Linked DNA regions of Lactuca sativa: region 1 is linked to region 2. Evidence: chromatin contacts called from public Hi-C data. All regions are on one chromosome and are shown on one strand. The core of a region is the stretch at or near the end of the contact, and the rest is flanking DNA. Distances in the headings are between cores, read along the strand shown.

Region 1 (2,700 bases), core at 122-2,621, 170 kb after region 2:
AAGATTCTCTAGAAATTTAGAGAAAAAAAATAAACCCTATCAAAATCCAATAAGAAACGTGGTTTAAAATTTCGAAAATTTGATGTTTAAAGTCGTAAAGTCGTTAATTTTTATGTCTTTTTTTATTTTAATTTTTAAATTAGGGTGTTGAATTTTTTTAAAAAGTAAAAAAAAAAAAAAAGAACAGATGTTTATTTAATTAGAAAAATTCCTAAAATATGTAAACTCATAAATAACAAATTAAAATGCAATTTGTTTTTCTTTTCGATGACGTGATAATTTTTTTAATTATACTATAGGCCGGTTTAAGTTATTTTTTTGTATCATTCATTGTATACCCTAGGTTTTTATTCTAAATCCGGCATAGTTAGATTGTCCCTATATATATATGAATGTTGAAGTACTACTAGGTTGATAATATTATCAACTTCATAGTCAATGTATATTCTCAAAATTATGCACAATATATCTCTAACTTATATTTTTGTGATTAATCATAGGTTTCGTATCTAAACGTCTGATTTAGTATCGGTTTTCATTAATACCATATTGCCATCTTATACATATTGGAAAAAAGCAAACAAACATTTAAAATAAATAAAAGATTTAACACCTGATTCATATTCCACATTAAAACGAGTTTTATCACATTAAACGTTTTTAGGACAATATCGGTACACACATTTATTAACAGTTGGAAAAATCCAAACTTTTCTCTCGATATTCATGTTATAAATTATTTTTCTTAAAAAATATTTTTATAAATTATGCACAATATATCTCTAACTGATATTTTTATTATCGATCTTAAGTTTCGTATATAAACGTTTGAGTTAGTATCGATTTTGATTAAATACCATATTGCCATCTTATACATAATGGAAGAAAAAACAAAAGATTTAACACCAGATTCATATTTTATATTAAGACGAGTTTTATCACATTAAACGTTTGTAGGACAATATGAATACACAAATTTATTAATAATTGAAAAAATCCAAACTTTTATGCACAACATATCTTTAACTGATATTTTTTTAATTGATCGTAAGTCTTGTAACTAAACATTTCAGTTAGTACCGATTTTAACTAATACCCTATTGCCTATCATATACATAATGAAAAAAAGCAAACAAACATTTAAAAAAGCAAAAGATTTAACACCTGATTCATATTTTATATTAAAACGAGTTTTATCACATTAAACGTTTTTAGGACAATACGGGTATATAAATTTATTAACAATAGTAAAAATCCAAACTTTTCCCACGATATTCATGTTATAAGTTATTTTCCTTAAAAAATATTTTTTTATGTCCACAAAATTTAAAACGTGAAAAGATAAAGTTGAAGCTCAAAAAATGTGAATAAAAGGGCAATTAAGTCGAGTAGAAATTGAAGGATAATTGGAGTGTATTTGCACCCATACGAGTAGGACACGAGTGCCGCCCAAATTATCTCGCTCGAGGATTTGCAGAGCAAACCAAACCTCACCCTTAAATCCCTGCAATATTTCGGCAAAATCTTCAGGTAATTCTAAGTTCTTGTAAACTTTCGACATTAATCTCTTGTATTATTCATATCTATCGTAATTTGTTTGGTGATCGGATACGGATTTTGTTGAGATTTGCGGTGTTTATATGGCAGAGGATAAGAGAATTGTCTAGGTTTCATACTGTTCTTATCGATTTTATGTGTTAATTAGGTGTTTGAGTCGTATGATTTCTCTAAAATTCTCTGAGATTAAACTTTATGATGTTTCTCCCATTCTAATTGTATGAATCGTTTAAAAGGCGTGTTCCATTGGCTTCCCTACAGTCTGTTTGTGTGTTCCCCTGTCTCTTCTTCCTACAGACGTACACAAGCAAACATTAAACACAATCACTGCACAAAGGATTTTCATTTTAGAATATTCGGCAAGTTTGTAGGGTTTTAGGAGGATTGGTAGGCCCTCTAATTTTTGTACTCAACCGAAGCTCTTAAAAAGTATGTGAGGTAATAAATTAACGTTGAAAAGCGGAAGTCATCACGAAATCTCCGCCGTGATGGTAAATAAAAGTAGGGAGTTTCCGATTAAAGACGGTGGATTCTGATGAACGGAAGTCATTTTCCAGTAGTCTTTCATCTTTGTGTATCTGTAGATGTCGCCGGAGGTTGACGTACTGTGACGGAAAACGGAAGTCTTTTTCCGGCGACGTTGATTCAAGATGGATGCAAATGCACATGCGACATCGATCATAAAGATTCAAAAAATGTTCATTGGGTGTCAATGTTTTTGTTCATCACATGTGCACCATTTTCCCATTTAGATTAAACAAAAACCAAATCACCTGAGTTCAAGTTTAGGTTAATTTGGGGTTTTAGGTATCCATACAAAATTTCAATATAAATTGACGTCTAAAAGTCATTTTATAATATTTTAAATTTTAAACCCATTTAAAATCCCACAATTAAACACAAATTACTTTTTGATGTTTTTCTATTGGCTCATGTAAATCTTTCAAAAGGAAAAAAAAAATGGAAAATCACGAACATTTGTATGTGAGTGACTTGTATCATATGCAATTGAAATTGTACCATGTTATTGCATGTAGTTAATTTCAGTTTTTCACATCAAGAGTCTTGGTTTAAAGGGTAAAAACATTAATCAATATTGAAATTGAAATTAATCGTGTAAAACAGAAGTAAAAAAGTTGTCTT
Region 2 (2,836 bases), core at 267-2,766:
AATTTCTGAGAATATTTGAAGCAGCAACTGCACATTGTTGCTTTTCTGCACGCCCTTCATCATCCAAATTAAATAATCCATCTTCAGAAAGCCACCATTCTGCAGGTTGAGACTTTGTTGCTTTTTTCTGCATGGATGCCTCTGAAACAGACCCTATGCTGCCATTTTTTTAAAAAAGAAATGAGTCTCAATGTTTCACACAAATCAAGAATCTTACAAATGTATAAAAAGAAATGGATCTTAATCTTACTTCACATCATTTGAGCCTAAAGCTTTGAACTCGTTTCCAAATCCAGTAACAATGGAGTTAACACCTAGAGACCTTGTTCTTGGTGTCTTTATGAGCTCTTTTGGGAGAGTGATGTCACGCCAATCATCGATCTGTTTGAAGTTTTATTGCATTTATGAAATGTGTAAATATAAATAAATCATGGGTCCTGTTAATTTTAAAAGATGAAAGTTTAGAAAAGAGTGGTTACATACAACTTGGAGAAGAGCATCGAGTAATCCAGGGATTTTTGCTAATGGAGTTGCATCTTTTCTCACTTCATCTTTCTCTTTGAATGAAAGTAAAGTTAGTGTATTTAGTGCCCATGTCAGCTCGCTTTTTAATCCACTTTGAAGAGCAAGAACAATCCTTTTATTGTTTTGATCTGGACAAGAGGAAAAAGACTAAATCTTGAAGATAAGTAGTTTCATTTTTCAATAACAAATGATATATCTGTTTGCTATTAGTTTCACTTCACATGCATATAAACAAAACATTTTATCAACAAATAAAAGACGCAAAGGGGAACTGGAGTATAATTTATAAACACATTCCCTGGGAATCAAAAGCGACACCAATAACTGTCCTTGGTTGTCATTAAAACTAGTTATATAAACTTGGGTCTATAATTACATTACAGTTAACACAAAAGCTAGTAGGTTGACAACCTAGTGTCAACAAATAATTACTTTTTAGTATTACTAGTATAATCACTATGATTTGGAAAATATAATCTGAAAGTACTGATGACGATACTACATTTCCAAGAAGAAGGGTAAGCAATGGCTTTTAATAAACATAAGTTTGCTTTCGGCTTCAGATGTGTAGCGGATATTAAGCATTTTCCATTAAAGAAATAGACAATTGCATAAAACCTAAGACAATGTTTACAATTTTTACGTACTGAAGATAAATTAGTAACAAAACCTAGATAAAACTACGGATTTGGAAAGTGCTAGCTAGCACAGTTTTGATGTTTCGCGAAGAATAGAGGATTAATAACAGAATTAGGGTTTTGAAAAAGGTCTAACCAGCGAAAGAGGAGTGAACTTGGAGCGATGGGCCAAGGAGTGTCGATGGAGCTGCCGCGTCGGCTGCCGCAGCTGCAGCTAAGTTGCTATTAGTGCTTCCGAAAGGGCGGCCTCTCTTCGCCGCCGGAGTGCCGGAGCCACCCGACCCTCCGCCTTGCTTACCTAGCTCTCGCTTCTGCATCTCTCGCACAAGAAACACACGTGCAACGGGGATAACTTTTTATTTGGCATTGGTTTCGTTTTTTAAAATTTAAGCCAGCCACTTGTTTAAAGTTAATTGGAATGTGCCCATTTTTTAAAAAACTTTTCATTTTGGTCCCATCTTTATTTGGCTATGTTTAAAACTTAACGGAAGAATAGACGATTATATCTTCTCGACTTTGGTCTAGATTTTTAGAAATCGACAATGAATTCGATTTGCACTTGTTTGTAATTTGAACCAAACCGATTTATAAAAAATAAAAATAAAAAAATAAAAAATAAAAAAATAAAAAAATTGATTTTAGGTGTGTTTAAAATAAAAAAAAAAATTTGTTTTCTAAAAGAAAAAACTTCATTCAGCCATATAAATTTTTAACTTTTATTTTAAATAAAAATTTAAAAGCTAATTGGAGTTTTAGTTTTTTATATTGATGTAATTTTACACCATTAATAACTAACATCTAGTTTTGTCTTATACTTTTATACAAATATAAGTTATAAGTTTCAATTTTCAGATATCAACTACTAACTATTAATTTTTAGCTTTCGGCTATTAATTAGTTTTGTCTAACACACTTTAAATATTGAAATTTAAAAATGATTTGAGTTCATGATTGTGGAACCCAAATATTAAAATTAGTGTGATCGTTGGTTTAGGGAGCAAATCATCATTGGTTCTATTTTATATGGTATAGTTATTCAAGACAAATAAACAATCCCAGTTTTTATCTTTATTGTGGCTTTGCAATAATAATAAACTAAATTCCATTTCATAAAATAACAATAGATTACATTATGCGAAGGTTGAAAAAAAAAATAATACTACGTAACTTATAATGAAACCTAAATAGAAATGTCTCAAAATGGGATTGTGGATAAAGGGCCGCATATCAATCAATATTAGGCTATGGCCAATGCGTTGAGTGTAGTCCAATGTTTATGTATAGCCCAATGTTTAAGCATAAACATACTTTCATATTACGATAAAGTACACAATAATAGGGATGTGCATATGGACCGGGGAACCGGTCGAAACCGGTACCGGAACCGGAACCGGCACCGGAACCGGAACCCGATGGAACCAGTCGGGCCGGGATCGGGACGTTATTTTTGTGGATTTTTAGAACCGGGAACCGATATAACCGGAACCGGTAGAACCGGTAAAAACCGGAACCGTATGATGCTATTTTTCGAGGACCGGTTCCAACATTTGGAGACACGACAAGAACCGGTAGGAACCGGGAACCGGTGGAACCGGAACCGGTAGAACCGCCGGGCCGGTTCGGTTCTTGATTTTAACCGAAGCCGGTTCCCGGTTCCAGTCCGGTTCAGGCCG

What was found. A called contact is a pair of places that touch in the nucleus more often than the background predicts.
Region 1: a Hi-C map of seed shows a contact between it and region 2, with 9 times the contacts expected there. The contact joins the promoter of LOC111916487 here to the promoter of LOC111916488 in region 2. A contact is called at or near these places in 2 of 4 Hi-C or Micro-C datasets (leaf and seed).

What each region holds. Positions count from the first base shown.
Region 1 is chr3:273,341,322-273,344,021 of Lsat_Salinas_v11, forward strand. It overlaps LOC111916487 (GDP-mannose 3,5-epimerase 2), which reads left to right and starts at 1,372. Exons shown (of 7, transcript XM_023912155.2): 1 at 1,372-1,530.
Region 2 is chr3:273,171,509-273,174,344 of Lsat_Salinas_v11, forward strand. It overlaps LOC111916488 (armadillo repeat-containing protein LFR), which reads right to left and starts at 1,517. Exons shown (of 11, transcript XR_008231141.1): 1 at 1,300-1,517; 2 at 484-653; 3 at 251-381; 4 at 1-158.